Linked DNA regions of Mus musculus: regions 2 and 3 are each linked to region 1. The links are chromatin contacts, called in public HiChIP or PLAC-seq maps. All regions are on one chromosome and are shown on one strand. Each heading gives the region's core, a stretch centred on a gene start, on an enhancer-like site or on the middle of the called end of the contact. The rest is flanking DNA. Distances are from core to core; before and after follow the strand shown. Region 1 holds the start of E130102H24Rik (RIKEN cDNA E130102H24 gene). Region 2 holds the start of Lepr (leptin receptor). Region 3 has its middle 22 kb from the start of Leprot.

The links. HiChIP or PLAC-seq counts read pairs in DNA pulled down with a chosen protein or histone mark.
Region 2: a contact with region 1 is called in an HNF4G HiChIP or PLAC-seq map of pancreatic cancer cells. The contact joins the promoter of Lepr here to the promoter of E130102H24Rik in region 1. A contact is called at or near these places in 3 of 39 promoter capture datasets (hippocampal neurons, liver and maxillary cranial neural crest) and 1 of 115 datasets of contacts at active chromatin or transcription factors (pancreatic cancer cells).
Region 3: a FOXA1 HiChIP or PLAC-seq map of pancreatic cancer cells shows a contact between it and region 1. The contact joins the enhancer-like site here to the promoter of E130102H24Rik in region 1. A contact is called at or near these places in 12 of 39 promoter capture datasets (3T3-L1-derived adipocytes, the C10 cell line, HPC-7-derived erythroid cells and 7 more), 3 of 15 datasets of contacts at CTCF or cohesin (embryonic stem cells, large pre-B cells and pro-B cells), 35 of 484 Hi-C or Micro-C datasets (B cells, the C10 cell line, the C2C12 cell line and 26 more) and 14 of 115 datasets of contacts at active chromatin or transcription factors (craniofacial prominence, embryonic forebrain, embryonic limb bud and 8 more).

What each region holds. Positions count from the first base shown.
Region 1 is chr4:101,354,642-101,357,829 of GRCm38.p6, reverse strand. It overlaps E130102H24Rik (RIKEN cDNA E130102H24 gene), which reads left to right and starts at 1,582. Exons shown (of 2, transcript NR_040708.1): 1 at 1,582-1,749. All of the region lies in intron 1 of 0610043K17Rik (RIKEN cDNA 0610043K17 gene), which reads right to left.
Region 2 is chr4:101,716,407-101,719,594 of GRCm38.p6, reverse strand. Lepr (leptin receptor) reads right to left here and starts at 1,689. Exons shown (of 19, transcript NM_146146.3): 1 at 1,657-1,689.
Region 3 is chr4:101,668,382-101,671,569 of GRCm38.p6, reverse strand. No RefSeq gene overlaps it. Among named protein-coding and RNA genes, the nearest start is that of Leprot, 22 kb to the right of the region's middle. Within about 2 kb of position 1,494, at least 17 of the 459 cell types and tissues checked have an H3K27ac peak or open chromatin away from gene starts, as enhancers often do. A contact at or near this core is called in pancreatic cancer cells and uterus, where this site is marked.

The sequences.
Region 1 (3,188 bases), core at 333-2,832:
AACACTCAAGAAAGGTGCCGGAAGAGGTCATGAACCCCCGCAGCAGTCCTGTGGGGTTAGCAGTTCTGAGTTATCCATCTTTAAGTTCTAGGCACAGGAATGTTACAAAACGGAACTACAGCTGCACGGTGCTAGGCTCTACTTTACCCCCTCAGCTGTCTCTCGGTCCAAACAAACTGGGGTCTAACACGGTATTTAGCTTAGACCTACCCTGTGTCTCTCACCTGTAAGTGGTAGCGCCCTAGTCAACGCTAAGGTCCACTTCTGCTTTCAATCATACGAGAGGCACGCAGAAGAGAAACAAAAGTGAAAGCTCTTGAAGGAACACACACAAGTAACCGAAAGCACCAAACTCTGTCACTGAGACCTGGCAGAGTTCCAGACATTTATCCTTTCAGCAACCGTGAACTCTGGGCACCTATCACGTCCTGTGAATGTGAATTAACACGGTAGAACACGAATCGGCCCAAAGCTCTGCAGCAGTCTTCTCAACCCTTCCTAGCACTGAACCTTTTATTTAAATTTCTACCTCAATAAATCCAGCCACGATGCACGCCCTCGCCCAACCAAACCAAACCAAACCAAAAAGCCCGCAACGCCACAAACCATCCCTAAGCTGTGCGTCCAGCTTTAGGAAAAGAGAAAAGGAAGCAGAAAGAAAATCTGAACTGGTCTGATTCCCCCTGCCCTCGCCATGTGGGGGTCCTCGGAGCGAACTGTTTTACAACTTAGAAAATGCAGCGGTCTTCCGATTCTGTTATTTGAATGGACCACTGAGCCACTGGAGCCAGGCAAGGGCAGGCAGCCGGGTACCCAGCAGAAGGATGGAGCACAAGGCCCGCACAACCAGGATCCGCGGACCCTGATGATGGGAGGATGCTTGGAGCACCCCAGCCTCCGGCTCCTGGGCACGGAGAGACCGGCGCGCACGCGCGCACACGCACCACGTCCTTCGCCTGGAGTTGTGTCTCGTCTCCCTTTTGTTTTTCTCCCTTCCCGGTCATGAGACCCGGAAGTTTTTTTTTTTTTTTTTTTTCCTTCAATCCTGTCTCTCTCCCTTTTCCACCCCCCCCCCCCCTTCCCCAATCTATCACATGGCAAAGCTAGAATAAAAACAGAAAAATGGCGACGGTCACGTTGTGGCGAGCCTTGCTGCGTCATTAGATAATCCTCATGCAAATAGCGGGATGAACAAAGAAAGGGGGGCTCGGGACCCCCGAGGGCGCAGGTGGGTGCGGGGTGCGCGCGGCCGCGGGGGCGGCGTCCGTGTGCGCGCTCCGGGTGCTGCGCTCTCGGCCCCGGGCTGGCGGCGCGCCCTGGCCGGCCCGCGGGGCGCAGAGAGCGGCTGTGCGGCGCGCGCACGGCGCTCGCACCCGGGCCGGCCCCGTATCCCGGAGCCCGGAGACGACGGCGGGGGCGGAGGCTGCTGTTGGACGCCTTTGGGCGCTCGGCGCCAGCTCCGGTAGGCGGCGGACCGCGCGGGGCGGCAGCTCGGGGCCAGGCCCGGAGCTGTGGCGCACTCGCTTTTCCCCCCACCCCCGCCCGGTGGCTGGGCGCTGGCGCGGTTCCCTCGCCGTCCCGCGGCCGCTGGAAATAGAGCCGGGATGTTGTTTACATGACGGATCCGGCGGGAGGAGTCTGCGAGGAGGAGGCGGAGAGAGGAAGAGCGGAGTCCCCGCGGCGGCGGTGGCGGGCCGGGGTGCGGGCGAGCGCCGCGCGGTCCCCGAAGCCTGGACACGGGAGCCTAGGGTAGGCAGGCGGGGGCGCGGGCTGCGGGAAGGCTGTCAGAGTGGGCTTTGCGGTACCTAGCCTGTCACGCAGACTCTTGGGGGGCAGGGGGAAGGAAAATGGAGAGAGGTTGGGAGAACCTCTGTTTCCCCTTACGTTTGGGAACGCCCCCCCTCTTATCCCCCACTCTTTCCCGCTTCTCCCTGGACTCACCTGTTTGTTTCCACCGCTCAGGGCTCTGGGTTTTTGTTTGTTTGCTTGTTTGTTTTAAACGTGCGCCAGAGGGGCTGGGCTTATTACTATTATTTGCGAAATTATTGGGAAGGCGAGAGGGTGTTGCTGTAATCGATCCTAGTCCAGGTCGGTTTTCAGGAGGGGGAGGGGACTTGGCGAAGACCCCGGCTCCTGGCCGCAGCTGACCCCGGGGCTCCTCCCCGCCTTCCCGGTGAGGAATCCTTTCCCTTGCCCCGCGAAGCCAGCTGCCACCTTCCTGGAGAAAGACCACACCTATGCTTCTTCCCGCTTTGGAGGCGAGGTGAGCTAAGAAGCCAGACAGTGCCCTGCCCACCAGAGCTTGGCCAGACCTCGACACCCCAGAATTGGTAAAAGGCGCTTCTTTTCACCTGCTGATAGCGTTGGTACGTCAGCCCTCTCTAGTCCCCAGAAGTTGCAATTCACAGTTTACGTTAAAATTTGTCTCTTTCTTCACCCTTCTTCCCACCGGCAATGAACTGTTGAGTTTAAGTTGAAAAAGAGAGGTGTCTCCCGCCCTGCCCCTAGTGAGGGTTTTTTTTTTTTTTAATTCCACAGTAGGTCTTCCACTCAGACCTGCACTTCTCCGGTCTCCTCTATCTCCCACTAAACTTAGCCCAGAGCCAGGCCTAAGCTTTTATTCCCTGTGGGCCGCACCCTGGCCCCTTGCCTTTCTACCGAGCCAAATGCTTCTCAAAGCAGAAGGCACACCCAGCCCCAAGTCTCTTCCAAGAGGGAGGGAAGAAGAAAGGATTTGGGGGGGGGTGTCCTCAAGTTCCGGTTTCCAAAACCCCCGTAGCATTCTCCTCCCGGAGCCTCCTGAATTCTTCCTAACAGCTGTTTTCTGCAGTGCCTTTTGCTCCTCCTGGCCTTATATTGGAGAGAGTGGATGGGGAGAGATAGCCACCCCCACCCCTTTCCTAGAACTAGGCAATTTTTTTCTCTGTCTTTTCATTTATTATGTTTGGAATATAAAATATGCAAGTGTGATTGCCTGTTATTAGAGTTGATTTTCTTCCTGGCTAGTGACTAACTGGGACTCCAGAGGGAAGGAGAGGTGAGGGATGGTGAGAGGGGGATCGTTCACCACCTATGTGTCCTGGGAATTGCCAGAAGAGACCCTTCTGAAAAAAGGCACTTCTCCCTTCCATGACATCACCACTAAGCCCTTCCAACTTTAGCTTCAGAACAGGAAGAAGGCTCAAAAT
Region 2 (3,188 bases), core at 440-2,939, 360 kb before region 1:
ATCTGCCAAAAGAATTCATTTATTTTGGCTTTTCCCCCCCTTATTTCCAAGACCTCCCACTTCACAAACACAAACCATTTGGTCCTGTATTAGTGATCTAAGGGCGAAGCAATGACTGTTTTTCCTCGATAAAGTCATAGGAGAGTAGAGCCCCACATTGCAAAAGAGAAAAGGGTCTCTGCCAAGCTCCACAGCTCCCCAAGCTGTGAATGAGCTGGCCTGGATCTAAGAGGCAGATGCCTGCAGTGTTCCCCTTGTTTTTCAAGCAAGCACCAGCAGGGTATCTGAGCTCTAAGGCTCCCTAGCTAATCAGCACAGGATCCACTTCAGTCTGCTCAGTTTCAAAGGAACCGAGCCTCTGCTTCAGGGGGTACTATGAGGACCACAGAGAAACTGGTCGACGTTCTTCCCAGCCAAAAGACAGAGAAAGAACTGAAAATAAGTTAAACTGTGTTCATAAAGGAGTACTTCAAAGTCCTTTTGCTTCTTAGATTGCACACAAAGCATTTGTGGGTGGTAAGACATTATTTCATTTTAGACCATAGCCAACAAAATTAGCTAAAAATGCTTCTATGCCTAGCCTAACTGGCAGTGTCTAAATCCCAAACAATTTTAAAAATACCAACAGTAAAATATTTTATGTGGTTAAAAAAAAAAAAAAAAGCTACTGTCTCCTTCTGTGCCCACATATGTCAAGGTGTTCTGTTTTTCAAAAATTAAGCAAAAAGTACACTGCCACGTTATAGTACTACTGTGTGTGTGTGTGTGTGTAGTACTAATTTCTGATTGATCTGTTTAGTTAACCTCTACTATTTTCTGGGATTCATTCCAAGATTATTAAACATATCACTGAAGTTGCTGTCTCTGTTATTGAGATTCATTTCAGAGACACTCTGAAGTGGTCTGGAAAACCACTTCTTAAACATTCTGCACACAACTTTATGCTAAGAAGCCACAAGTGCCACACAGTATTTGATGAGAAAGCTACAATTTTTGGCTTTCTACAATTTTTTTCTTCCAAATATACAATACAAAAAAAAAAAAAAAAGTACTGTGTGAAAGCCACAGGTTATTTATGTAGTTGCGGTACTTCTTTCTTCCTTTTTCTATTCAGTTTTTCAGTGTTGCAGACATTGGCTTAAAGGTAACATGACTCTTTTAGTGCCAGGTGATCTATTCTTGTATTAATTATATATTTCCAAATTCTTTACAAATGCTATGTTTTCCCTACCACTATTAACTGAAAAATCCTGAAAACATTGATTGTTAATGCACATAAAAACCCCAACCCAAGACCAATGGAGTCTTTTAGTTTCATGAAATTAGCAAGATTAGCAATTACAGAAGTCTAGATTTTTAATATGAGGCACACCTGAGGTATTATTAAAAAGCCCTCTGAAATGAATCCAACCCTCTAAATGTGATAGACAAGAAACCCATGGAGGTTAGGCTAAGCACACACCCCTGAAGATAAATCGGAAACCACAGCTGAACCCAGGTGCTATGTTTCTGGGTCCGGAGCGCTGTCGCTGCGCTTGCGTCACTGTCTGGATACACACAGACCCTTCAGGCCCCTCCGAAGAACTCCTCTGCAGGCAGGAGTCCACGAGTAGCGTCGCGCCCCGACACCCAGTGCCTTAGATGGCCTCAACATACCTGGATTTGCAGAACGATTCCTCGGTCGGGTCTGGTTTTTTCCTCACCGCTGCAAATCCTTTTAAAGGAGTGCTCCGGCTGGGGCTCCGCTTGGGGCTCCGCTTGGGGCTTTGGTTGGCCGGAGGGCTGGCTTTTCTATTTGTTTTGTTTCTAATTTGCTCGGGAAGGGGGAAGAGGGTGGGAAACTTAACCCGCCCCACAGCACATTTTTCTTCCTTGTGTCTTTCAAACCAACCCACCCTCTTTCCGCCTCCGGGACTTAAGGGGTTGATGTCGCAGCCCCGGGCAGTTTCCAAAGTAGTCAGAGGCCTGGAGAAGTTGCGTGGCTCTCCGCAGGTACCGCCCCAGTCTGCTGCCTGGTCCCCAAACGCCCTGCGTCCTGCGTTGCCTTGGGTGGCCTCGCGCCAGGGATTGAGGACTAAAAGAGTGTCCCACCTGTGTCCCGGAGTGGCGTAAAGCAGGGATGCCTGGGCTCTATGCTGCTGGCTCAGAAGGTGCCGACCACTCGTGCGCGGGCGCGACGCTGCGGGGCACTGGCCACTCAGGTGACTGCGCGGCGGGGACGCTGCGCGCGTGGCCGAGGAGCTTGGGCGAAGCTTTGAGGGCTGATTCTGTCCTCTCTGGCCTTTACAGCAGCAGGTGTGGGGTATGCTGCAGTAATAATCGCAAGGAAAGTGCCAAGTGGGAAAGAGAACCAGGAAAGACCCTTACCCCCTACCCCTCCAATAGGACAGTCAGGAGCTCCCTATCCCCTGATGTGCATCAGCCATCACCTCAGCCTTACTTGTCCCAAAGGGAAAGAGGGCATTCCTGCATCTAGTTGATTAATGAACACTTCGTTTTCCATCCTGGAACTCAATGACATTTGACGTAGCAGGTTACAAAATAGATAGATAGATAGATAGATAGATAGATAGATAGATAGATGGATGGATGGATGGAAAAAAATCTGTCCTTAGAGAGTCAGAATCCAAACTCAAAGTACATTTGTTGCTCTCTGCTCAAAATGTGACTCACTCATCTGCTTACTTCCTATGTCTGTTTATTGAGGACTTGATGTATTACATTATTCTCTTTGAACTTGAGGAAGGAGGACATAAGCATTTATAAAATTCCCAGCTGTACAGTAGATCTGAAAGAGAAACAGTAAAGATGAAAGTGAGTAGAGATATTTAGACTGGGTAAATCCTCAGTTACAAGCAAAGGTCTCTCAAGGTTAATTTGACCATCGTTCTCCTAGGAAGGCCATCAAAAAACGGGCTCTACAAGTGAATTGCCTGAATTAACCCAGCCACCACAGGACTGAGAGCATAGCTCCTATCCCATGAGATGAGCCATTACAGAAACTGCCACCCCACCCCACAGGCATGGCCTTTCAGTGACACTGTTCTGACAAGTGGTGGCCCTGAGATCATATGTTAAAGCCACTTCATTCAGAAATGCCACTACTACCGCATAAAAGATTTCATGGGCATCTGGGGTAGGCAACATTAACCTAGAAATGCTAAGCTTTGGTGGAGGGGGTAAAGAGA
Region 3 (3,188 bases), core at 245-2,744, 310 kb before region 1:
AAACTTTAAGTCTGTTCTGTATCAAAATAAACCTACTTTTTTATGTTCTCTCTCTCTCTCTCTCTCTCTCTCTCTCTCTGTGTGTGTGTGTGTGTGTGTGTGTGTGTGTGTGTGTGTGTGTTGGGGAGGGGGTGTATACAGGTGCACTTGCATGTGTATGTACCTGTGTGTGAAGGCCAGAGGTCAACCATGGGTGTTGTTCTGCAGATGGCTGCCCGTTTTGCCAATGTATTGTTGTTAGTTGTTGTTTCAAGATAAGGTCCTCACTGGAACCCAAGGCTCACCAATTTAAAAATTAAAGTAAGCTGGATAACCAGAGAGTCCCAAGGATCCCCCTGTCTCCATCTCTATGATTATAAGCACAGGCCACTGATAGAAACAGGAAATGGAGCTGCTGATCTGATTGGAAACCATTGTGGTGGATTGTCTCACCTCCCCTCCATCCCATCCTTGGGCCCCACCCCTTCTTCCCTACCCCATCCTTCCTCTCCTACCACCTGTGAAACGGTTCTTTTATATTCTGACCTTCACCTCATTTGACTCCCAGCTAGTCTCTTATAGGCTCTGGCAACAGACCCCACCACACCAGAAGGGCTACGTCTATAATGTGTGTGCCCCAACTAGATACACCCTTTCTTCCCATTTCCTCCACAGCTTGGGTCCTGTATTCCTTTCCTGGAACTCAGGGCTCCCTCTCCATTCCCTGTTTCCCAGGAATCAGGCCTGAGAGCTAAAGAAGGGACTTCTGTCTCATCATAGCTTACCATGCTATTGTCTGTCGTTGGCATTAATAATTCTTCTGATGTTTGAAACAAGCAAAGGAAACTTATCCTAAGTGCTACCATTTTGTTTTCAGACTCCATTTAATCATAGGGAGAAATGAAATTCAAGGTCCCAGGCCCTAGAGGAGCTGAGGACTTCCCAATAGCTGAACAACATCTATTATCAGGAAACAGTTTCTGAGTCTAGACATCTCAAGGACAACTTCTCTCTATCTTGCTTAATTTGGCAGGGTCAAATTAAGTTCATGTTTCCAGGCCCAAGAACTGATTGGTGAAAACACCCTTATATCAAAATACAATTGGACAATGTTATAGCCCACCACTTTCCCCCTCGCTTTGTGGTCTCATCCTTTAAATATGCTATGCAACTTCTCTTTGGGGTCATGGTCCAGCTCCTGAGTCAATTCTGTAGCAGCTTGGTCACAATAGATTTTTGTCATTTGCATTGAAAGGTTGGATTTATATTGGATTTAAGTGGCTGCCACAACACTAATAAATCTCTTACACCAAAGACAATTCACCTCAGTGTTGTCCCTTGAGCCCTCAAACCCAAAACCTTTCAATAACTTAAACAAGCAGAGCCCCAAGTGGCACAGAGTTAGTTCCTAGGGCAGGTGGCAGGCCCACAACACCCACACTTTTACAGCAGTCTCCTTGTTTCTTCTACTTCACTCTCAACCCCTTCTGCCGAATCAGATGCCCACACCTCTGCCTCAATGCCCAATACCAGAACCAGGCAGTCGTTGCTAAGGACATGACTCACACCTCAGAGATAAACTGTTAGGCCAGAGTTTCAGTTCTTGTTAAGTTTACACAGAATTCTTTGCCAACCTTACTGGAAGCATGTTCCCATAAGATCTTATCTCATTCCACTTGCTACCAGCTAGATTTATCGGCATGGAATTATTAATTAGGGACCGAGCTATTTCCTGAGCACTTTTGACAGAACGGTCATGTTTGTGACTCTGTGACTCACTCTCAGCCTTTGCCATCTGTCCCTGGGCAAATGCACTGGTTTATTTTCCAGTTGTTTGTTGTTCTCTTTTCTTTCTTTCAAAGACAGATTTGGAAAAGCGATTTTTTTGGAAGAGCAATTTTCCCCCTCTCTTTACAGAATACTTTTAATTAAAACACACTAGAGCAAACCCATTAGGAGTCAAATCATGCCTTCTCAAAACCCTCTTGTTCTAGCTTCATTAGCAGAGGTTTTTAGGGTCATACCTCAGGCCCTGACAGCCCTAACAAGCGAGGCTCTGCCACCTATCCCCAGTAGGCTAATTACAGAGAAAACCAGCGAGGCTGGGCAGAGGAAGAGTTATTCACTGTAGCCATATTGAAAAGAGGACCAAATATTGAGCTCAGAGTCCGGATATGAAAGTCAATTCACACGGCAGGCAAGCTGCCCTTCCTGGTCAAGATGTGGCCCATCGCCAACATAGCATTGTCTCAGCTCCTGCTTCACACTTGCCAGTGCTGTGTGAAAACTCTTTCCAGGAAACAAACCTCCTCTAGTTGGTAACAGGTCAGCAAAGAGAAGACTCCCAGGAGAAATTCCAGTTCCCTAGGGTCTATTATCTCAACAGGCTGAGAGCTGAAGTGGGGGTGGGGGGTGGGGGACCTCACTCCTGCCAGGTACAGGTAGTCATCTCTAAGTAAATGTTGAAATCCTTACAAGGACCTTTGAGGTCCTGGGGGATATAACCAACCATCCCACAATTAATGGATTTAACCATATTATCCACCTCTCAGGCTACAAGCCAGGAGGAGATGTGTTCTAGCTCAGGACTCTGCCCTTGCTTATCCCTCCTTTTGGATTATCCTTTCGTTACTGCCTGGACTGTCTTCTATGTCCTTCAGGTGCCATAGACTGAATAAACTTTTCCAGACTATTGTGTCATGGGCAGAAGTCTCCATTACCTGCCCACATCCATGTCCATATTCATAAGAGTCTGTATCTTTTCCTTTATTGTTTTTTTTTCACTTTCTTTTGTTCTTTTTTTCAAGACAGAGCTCTCTGTTTAACAATCCTGGCTGGCCATCCTGGAGCTCACTCTGTAGAATAGGTTGGCCTTGAACTCACAAAGATCCGCCCACCTCTGCCTCCTGAGTGCGGGAACTAAAAGCACACACCACCACATCCAGCTGTCTTTTCACTTTCATTAGCACAATGTATTATTAGTTTACTTATGTTTTGCTTCTCTACACACACACAAAAAGCTACCTAAGGAGGGTATTTTAGTTTGTTTTCTGTTTTTGTAATAAGTACCATGGTGAAAAGCAACTTGGAATGGGGTAGCAGCTATTTGGCTTACAGAGTTACATTCCATTATCATGAGAAGACAAAGCAGGGGGCTTGAAATAGGAACCTGTAAGTAACTGAAACAGAGATCACCCGGGAATGTGGCT